Regions from separate parts of the Callithrix jacchus genome. Here region 2 is linked to region 1. A link is a contact called in public Hi-C data. All regions are on one chromosome and are shown on one strand. Each heading gives the region's core, a stretch centred on a gene start, on an enhancer-like site or on the middle of the called end of the contact. The rest is flanking DNA. Distances are from core to core; before and after follow the strand shown. Region 1 holds the start of LDLRAD3 (low density lipoprotein receptor class A domain containing 3). Region 2 overlaps LDLRAD3 (low density lipoprotein receptor class A domain containing 3).

Region 1 (4,602 bases), core at 587-3,086:
CCCCAGCTGGCCTAATAGGGCACTCTCACCCAGACCTGGTTAAAAATCTACAGCAGCCACCAGAACGCCTCACCCCTCCCTGGAAGCCCAGCAAACCTACAAGCATCTAAATGGAGTGTCAGAAGTGTGGAGATGACATCATGGGTCTGAGAGCAGTAAAGGCTGCCCAGTGGGCTGTGAGGATGCCCAGGACCAGGAACATCAAGGAAGAGGGGAGATTTCCCTTTAACGCATTCATATCTCCATGGGACAACTCAGAATGAAATGACCCTCAACTTAGCAAACCCACACATCACCAAAGATACCTCGACAGGCAAGTTGCTAGAAGCACTTGGCAAAACCGGGCATCTATTAGACATGTGGATGGCACAAATGCCAGGCAGGCAAGAGTCTACAGAAAAAAGTTCACTGGGCCCTGTCACCCACATTCTGGGCATCAGATGCCCAGAAATAAACATCAAGGGGCCAAGGGCGGGCCCAGAACAGGAGGGACAGCTGACAGCTGTGGAGAGCGGGCAGGGGCAGAGGAGGAAGGGCTCCCAGGCCGGAATTCGGAGCGTGCCCACATCAGCAGAAAAGTTCCTGGGAACGGCACGCTGTCTGGAAGGGAAGGAGGCTTGCTGCGGTCCAGGCCCCGGGATGCACACGTGGTGGTGATGCCAGGTTCAAAGGGCTGCCGGATGAAGCTCCATGTCCTCTCCCAGCGCCCCTCGCCAGTCAGGGCGCCCATCGCTGGGCAAGTGAGGGTGGTCAGACATCTTAAATGAAGCTTCCGTTCCCAGGATCAGTGGGAAAAATGAGCAATTCCCAGGTCTGGCCCTGCTGCAACTCACTTTACCCAAACCAAACAGTCCCAGAGAGGAATAAAAGGAAGCGGTTTTGCTACTCCTTCCTCCGGGCAGGTGGGGAAACTGAGGCGCGGAGTGCACGCCAGACTCAGGAAGAGGCCCCGAGGAAGCTAACGCAGCCGCCCGCGCCCGGGCGTCTGGGAAGAGTGGGAAGAGCAGATCAGGGAAGACTTCTCTCCTCACCCGCCTCCGTTCCTCACACACACAGCCACACTCAAGCTACGCCCAATCGGGGCAGCCGCCGGGCTCCCCAGACCCCCGCTGCACACAGAGCCCCGCCCGCGCGCGCAGCACAACACGACCCGGCGCGCACGCCCACACAATAGGACGGCGCGCACCCCGCGGCGGCCCCTCGGCAGGGTCCCGGCCAGCCCGGCGCCGGGGTCCGCCCTCCGCGCACACCCACGCCCGGAGAGCGGCCCGCACCCGGGAGGGGACGCGAAGGCACCCGACAGCCGCGCCCCGCACCCCGCGCCCCGCGCCCCGCGGGAAGTTCGCCGGTCGCCCCCCGACTCACCCGCGGCGCTGCTCAGCAGCAGGCACAGCGGCCCCAGCAGCCACATGGCGCGGCCGCCGCTCCCGCTGCCCGGCGCCGCTGCTGCCCCCGCGGCCTCGGCGCTGACCCCGCCCCTCGCCGCGCCGGCCCCGCCCCCTCGCCCGTCCCTCCTCCGGCGCGCCCGTCCTCCGGCCCCCGGCCCGGCCCCGGCTTCGCTAAGTTTTACCAGCGCCTGGGTTGCGCGTGGCCGCCCGCATCCTACCCTGAGTGTCCTGGCTCCGAGGGGCCGCCGAGCGGGGCGGAGGGTCCAGCCTTTCTTTCGGTCTCTCATCGCCTCCCGGGTCTGGCCGCGAGGATAGCCTAACAGCCTGGGCTCTGTTCTCTGCCTCCTTTTGTCCCTCTCATTTCTGCCTTTGCTTCCACATCCAGCGAGGATGCAGCGCTCAGACCCAAACTTGAGTTCTTTACTCGACTACAAAATGAATTTACTCCAGAGAGAGAAAGAAAACGTTAAAATAAAGGGCTAAATCTTATGAGAAAATTGTAGTATATTTTTAGTAGCAAGTGTGGAATACCAGTGCTTCTCAAAGTTTAATATGCATCCGGCACACTTGACGGTCTTGTTAAAATACTGACTCTGATTCAGTAGATCTGGCGTGCAGCCTGAGATTCTGCGTTTTTAACAACATTGGGGCTGATTCCAAAGCGGATGATCCAGGAGCCACAGGTAAGAGCAGCTGACACCTTCCATGCACACACCTGGACCACGTGAGTCATTTCGTCTGCATAGTGTCCACCTTGACCAGTTGAACGTTTGAAACCCAATTCGGGAGGGGGGGAAAGTAACGAAAGGCAGATACCCAAATTCAAAAATATAGCTGCACCAATGCAGTTGCTTCCAGAGAGCACTGGTGAAAAGCCCCGAAGGACTTAGATGGTGAAAGAATGGGATGACACTTTTGTGCTCCACTCTCCCCAATCCCCCCCCAACAAGAAAAGCAAAAGCAAAAGACTGATACAAATCATTGCCAAAAACTGAAAACAACTCAACTGTCCATCAACTGATAAATGGATGAACAACTGAAAACTTTTGGGGGCAGTGCCACTGTTCTAATCTTGATTATCATGGTAGTTTCACAACTGTATACATTTGTCAAAACACTAGAACTGCATCCCTAAAATCCACCCCTCAAACGAGGCAAGTTTGCTTTATACAAACTGAAGCTGACTGAAGGAAAGGGAAAGGCATGGGTGCAGAGGCAGTTATAAAAGGGATGCCTGCATCGGATTTGGGATGCTTTGGAGACCATCTCAAGGGTGTTAAGATTCAACTACTTTACTTTGTAATTGCCTGCTGTAGTCTGGAAACATAAAGGCTAAAATGAATCAGGTCAAAATTTTAAAATACCAATCATCGTTCAAGATAATGAGAAAAATGTGATGTATTGGAGGAAAGTTTAGCAAGTTCCATAGTTCGTAGTACATATGGAAAATATAAATAAATTATCTAAATAATACGGCATTAGGGTTTTTATCCTGGGATCGATGGATATTTTTTTTTCTTTTGAGACGGAGTTTCGCTCTTGTTACCCAGGCTGGAGTGCAATGGCGCCATTTCGGCTCACCGCAACCTCTGCCTCCTGGGTTCAGGCAATTCTCCTGCCTCAGCCTCCTGAGTAGCTGGGATTACGGGCACGCACCACCATGCCCAGCTAATTTTTTGTATTTTTAATAGAGACAGGAGTTTCACCATGTTGACCAGGATGGTCTCGATCTCTTGACCTCGTGATCCACCCACCTCAGCCTCCCCAAGTGCTGGGATTACAGGCGTGAGCCACCGCGCCTGGCCCAGGATGGATGAATATTAAGGAGACTGTCCCATGGGCTTCAGGGAGTTTTAAAACCCCTAAAATGTTATGCAAACTTTCCCTTACATGTGGGTATGTGCATTGTTCCAGGTAGCTTCTTGGGAAGAGGCCTCCACCCTTTGCTAATAATACCTGAGGAGGCAAATACGCAAATAATTTCTCCTACAGCTGCCCATTTGCCTCCAAACATTAGGGTTATGGAAAGATAATGCAACTGACCCAGCACTATAGTTCTTGTTTCCTTAGGTTTCTTTGTGGGCATCAACTTCCTTACTTTCCAGGTTTGACTCTGTTTCTCTCTTTCTCTCTCTCATACACACAGGCACACGCTTTTAAATATATTAATGTCTTTGAAATCATTTGGACTAATGTAAAACCTTATTTAAGGCCAACTGTTGTTTTTATAATTATACTAAATCACTCCCAACCTCCTCCTCACCATATCAGCTAGGCAGGAGATGAAACCATTCTTTATACTTCATTACTCTCCTCTTCCCCAGTTCTTCAGAATTCATCCAAAGCACAAAGCATTCCATTTCCGGCTAATGTGAGAGGTTTTGGTGCTAATTGTTTAGGTCCTACGGAGCCAATCAGTCTTTTTTAGATTGGTTTAATAAAAATCCAAAACGAAGTACTTTATGTCTCTTATTTACCAAGAGATTGACACTCTGACCTTGGATGTGTGCTTCTGCCATGGTTTCACATTGCTGAGGGAGGGAAGAAAGAATGTTGTCTCTCTGTGGACCTCCATACAATGCTCTGTAATTTGCAAACATTTTCTCATTTACTCCCCACAGCAGCCCCTGCAATGTCACAGGTGAAAATAGCGCAAACTGAACTTGAGGTGTGTCTGAGATGGGCTCCTATGCTCATTTCACTTGCTCCATGACCTTGGGCAAGTTATTAGCCTCTCTGAGTCCTTGTTTCCTTATCTGTAAAATGGGATTACAGGATCACCTGGATCTTAGGGTTGCTGTCCAGGATTTAAAAAGATAATGTATGTAAAGTCTCTGGCACGGTCTCTTACACGTAGAAACATTAGCCTTGTGTGGTTGTAGTACACACTACAAGACAACTGTTGCGGAAGCCAACTTCCGTGATAGTTCTCAAAGATTCTCACTTCTGCATCCATCTTTGTACCGTGTCCTTCCATACTGAATGGGGCTACCATATGTGACCAGTGGATATTGTGGAAGTGACAGCAGATAACTCCAAGACTGAGTCAAAAAGGACACAGCAGTTTCTTCTTTGTTCTCTCTGATCACTTGTCTTGGGGGAAGCCAGCTACCATGTTGTAAGGACACTCAAGCAGCCCTGTGGATATGTCTACATGGGAAGAAACTGAGCTTCCTGGAGTCTTGCCAGCCTTGGAGTGAACCATTTTGGGAGC
Region 2 (4,602 bases), core at 1,472-3,971, 110 kb before region 1:
TCAGAAACCTGGATCCTAGCAAATCCCAGTTGGTCCTTATTTTTTATCTTTAATTTTGAGACAGAGTTTCGCTCTTGTTACCCAGGCTGAGTGCAATGGCCCGATCTCGGCTCACCACAACCTCCGCCTCCTGGGTTCAGACAATTCTCCATTCTCCTGTCTCAGCCTCCTGAGTAGCTGGGATTACAGGCACGCGTCACCATGCCCAGCTAATTTTTTGTATTTTTAGTAGAGACGGGGTTTCACCTGGTTGACCAGGATGGTCTCGATCTCTTGAACTCACGATCCACCCGCCTTGGCCTCCCAAAGTGCTGGGATTACAGGCTTGAGCCACCGTGCCTGGCCCCCAATTGGTCCTTAGGACAGATATGCTAGACCCTTCACACATCAGCTTCTAGGACCTGGGCAGCATTGTTCTTTATGCTTTATTTTTTCTTTATGGTCCAAGGACTACCAGTTGCATGTACTTAAAGACGATATTGTTGTTAACAATGGCTAACTCTTTTCAACAGTTAAGAAGGGTTAAGCATTGTTAATACTTAACCCTGTTAAACACTTAAAAGGTATAATGTGTTTAAACTCTAGGAGGTAGGTAATATTTTATTATTTCCCCATTTCACAGATGAGGAAACTGAGGTACAGCGAGATTAAATAACATGCACAGTATGCAAAGGAACTAGGACAAACCCAGGTGGCCTGTGCCAAGCTTGTTATTTTCAAGCACTCCACACACCACCTCTCGTGCAAAAATAAGATGACGTTAGAAAACAACAATTATCAATGATCCCACCTTCCTGAGACACCCTCTGTTAACAGGGATATAATCTTGTTGGCAATATTTGTTGAAATTTCCAAGGGACAGGCACCTCTTGCTGAGAATTTCATTTCTGGCTCAGATAAAGTCATTTTTCTCTCATGGGCATTACAATGAGAGCATCTGCGATCTATTCGATTTCTTTAGGAGATAACACACATGAAAGAACTTTAAAAGCAAAACAAAGCAATAACCCGTATCATGTCACCATCCCATTACTTGGCACTCTGTGTTCAAAACAGTTTGCTTTTGAGGCTACTTACTAACTACAGTGTGTCTGCCTGGCCTTAGCAGAAGGGATACTCTGCCAGACGTCCCCTCAACCCAGAGGCTGTCAATGTAAGATCTGTCCAACTTCCTCACTCATTGAGACTTAGCCTATTCCTAGGACAGACGAGTTTCAAAACAGAGTGAGCACCAGACTCTCCTGGGCTGCTCATTCAGATCCAGATACCTGGGCTCTGCTCTGCTTTCTAAGAATTCTATTCCAGCAGATTTTGAGGTGCCCCCACATCTACATTAACAAGTGAGTCAGGTGACCCATCAAGCACACTTTAGAAAGCACTGGTTGGGCACTGTCCCTAAGAGCCCAGGAGCCCGAGGTGGCAAAGAGCTTAGCCCTTTATTTTGTGGTTATTCAAGAGATAACTCAAAACTTAGTTCATTTCATTTTTCTTTTCCTTTTCTCTCTTTTTGTTTGGCAGCACCATGCTGAGCCACCAAGATAACACCAGTACCCCTTTATTCGTTCAGAACATTGGGAAGTTGTGTCATTATGGTTAGTCTGGTGACTGTCAGATGGTGGCAGGCAAGCATTTACAACTCTTTTACACAGAAGAATTTAAATGACTTTTAAAAGAATTTTACATGACTTTTACACAGAAGAATTTAAAGCACGAAACAATGTCAAGAAGTGCAACAAACTTTAATTGAATGCTTACTGTAGCACAGGTGTTTTTCTAAGAGCTTTACAGAGAGTCATTTAATCTTCACCAGCCCGTGACAGAGGAACTATTCCTACCCCATTTTACAGATGTGGCAACTGAGGTGCAGAGAGGTTAAGTAACTTGTCCAGGATCACAAAGCTAGGAAGAGGTAGAGCATGATTTGACCCACTCGTCTGACTTTGGAGCCTACGCTCTGACCATGTTGACAACTAAGCACACAGCTACTTCCTTCCCTTGGCCTATGTGGCCCTGCCTGCCTGACCCACCACACACTTCTCTAGACACCCCGAATCTATCCTCTTCCTTCCCACCAGCCGCAGGAATCACCAGGGGCAGGCCTAAATACGCAGCATCCTCTTGTCTCTTTACCCTCAAGGCTGTATTTAGGCCTTCCTTTTCCATAAAAGTTCTTCCACCCTGCAATGGACTGGATGTTCTTGTCCTCTTGAAATTCTTCTGTTGAGGCCCTAGTCTCCAATATGAGGGGATGAGGAAGTGGGGCTCTTGGGAGGTGGTTAGATGAGATTAGTGCCGTTATAAAAAAGGGCCCAAGGGAGCTCAGGCATCCTTTACACCATATGAGGAAACAGCAAGAAGACAAACCAGGACATGAGCCCTCACCAGAGACCAAATCTTTCAGTGCCTTGGTCTTGGACTTCCCCTGCGCCGTCCAGAACTGGGAGAAATAAGTGCTGCTATTTGTAAGCCACCCAGTTAGTGGTATTTGAATGGACTGAGATATTGGCACTCTGAGAAGATTAAATGGAGAAATAAAGTAGGGGGTCTTCAACTCTAAACCCATCTAAAGGGACACTCAGTATAGGCTCTGAGCAGCAGCAGTGACAAGAAATGGAGAGGATGCAGCAGCCAGGCCTTGAATCAAGGCAGCCAGCACTGTCATCACTGAACTACAGTCAACTTTCCCTTCACAGCATCAGTTTGGCCAGTGGCCTCCATTCCAGGGAACTGGGAACAGCCCCAGTTTGGATTTTAATGTCAGACAAGTGGCAGAGACCCACCATGTTCAGGGCCATCTGCTCCCTGTCATCTGACAGCTTCACTTAGTGGCCTACCAGACTGCCTGCTCTGCTGCCTGGGGACTGACAGCAGTGTGACTGTGGTCTGAGCATCAAAAAGCAGGCACTGCCCAGGGCTCAACAGGACAACATCTACGGACGTGCAGCAGAGTGATGATGATGGGCTTGCACAGGCTCGGGAACAAAGGAACAGCTACCAGCAGGATCCTGCTACAGTTTACCTGTCATTGGCTAAAATATTCGAAACAGCCAAGGGAAAACACGGATCATGGAAACCTCCTTACCACCATCACCTACTCCTTCAACAATGTCCAATTCATCTTTGAAGCACTCTCTCTTAACTCTCTATGTGATTCGAGCAGGCAACAGGATGGACTCTCTTCCTCCTTCTTCCAAATAAACAAAATGTTCGGCTCTATTCTCCTCATCTCCCTCTCAGAGGTCAGTAAACATCACAGGCTTTATTGCTAAATCCCAAAAGAGCAGGAGAAGCAAACAATCCTTCACTTAAAAAGAGACAGTAGGAGCCAAGATCTTGGTCTTCAGACCCTATATATTTAAATCCCATGGAGCATCTGAGACACTGACTTTTTTTTTTTTTTTTTGCCTTTCCACGCTTATCCCACCAAAATGAAGGTCATGGATGACAGAAACAAATAACCCAGGTACATGCAAATGATGCTTTCCAGGAGTCAGAGACCGTATTTTAATTTGAAATTAACCTGAAGCTCTGCAGTGCCATAGAACATGGAATACCTTCAATGTAACCTATCTAAGTCCTTTACTTTCCAATCACTGATTCTAGGAGACACGACGGCCTTTTGGCCCTAAGACATTCCCTACATTTTATGTGACTCCTCTTATAGTGATCTGAGAAAAGAGCATGGCATTAACCAAGTCAAAAGCTGAAAGTTTCTGAAATGCTTTCTAAAGAGGGGTATGCAGTTACCTTTTGACTTCAAAGATTCTCTACCCCCATCTCCTCCCACTCTAAACCTTTAGAAAACTAATATTCAAGTGTTACTAGTGAAAGAAGCTCCCTTGTCACGTGTCTGCATTATATGAACACACTACATCCTCTTTTTTTTAATTATTATTTTCTCATCTGCCTCATGATTTTTTTAAAAAGCTGTTTGGCAATTGCACACTAGCTATGTCACAGATAAAAGTGCAAGTCTGAATTAAAAAATAAAAATAAAGACTGCACACCCTAAATTGGATCAGCAAGATTTGTCTGGATGTGCCAGGAGAAAATTTTTTTTTATGTTCTGTGATTTTGCAGCCATTTAAATTTTATTAGCAATTACCAAGCCTGTTACCACTGACTATATTTTGCAGTTACAGCCAAATCCTGGCAACGAGAGAATGCTGGAATGACAGGGGCCCAGGCAACCTGGCCACACTCATTCCAGAAACACAGAAACATGACACCCCCAGCTCAGAGCTATTTCATTAAGATTCTCCCCTTGCAGGCAGAGAAAAGGCAGCACACAGTGCTGATGATAATTAAGCTCGCTGGAAGTGAGGAAGAAGACTGGGGAGATGGAAGCAAGATGGTATTTGTGCAAAAGACCTGGTTTAAAAGATGACTTTAAGACGACTCCATGCCACTCACTTCTCAGCTGGCATTTACTTTGGTAGTTTAATATTAGCATTTAATTTGGTATTTAATTTGGCATTTAAATTGGTAGTTTCCAAGAAAGCAGTGGCAGGTCCCAAACAACAGCTGCTGTCACCTAGGAGGGAACACGGGAGCTGGAAGAGGCCTGGTGGGATTCTCACAGATGGCATCCAATTCTCCCTG

Evidence for each region. Hi-C and Micro-C count contacts between places; a contact is called where the count stands out from the background.
Region 2: a contact with region 1 is called in a Hi-C map of induced pluripotent stem cells, with 1.8 times the contacts expected there. The contact joins the enhancer-like site here to the promoter of LDLRAD3 in region 1.

Annotation. Positions count from the first base shown.
Region 1 is chr10:101,299,488-101,304,089 of calJac240_pri, reverse strand. It overlaps LDLRAD3 (low density lipoprotein receptor class A domain containing 3), which reads right to left and starts at 1,836. Exons shown (of 6, transcript XM_078340851.1): 1 at 1,607-1,836.
Region 2 is chr10:101,406,315-101,410,916 of calJac240_pri, reverse strand. The region is part of intron 2 of LDLRAD3 (low density lipoprotein receptor class A domain containing 3); the gene reads right to left. Among named protein-coding and RNA genes, the nearest start is that of LDLRAD3, 110 kb to the right of the region's middle. Within about 2 kb of position 2,721, at least 2 of the 16 cell types and tissues checked have an H3K27ac peak or open chromatin away from gene starts, as enhancers often do.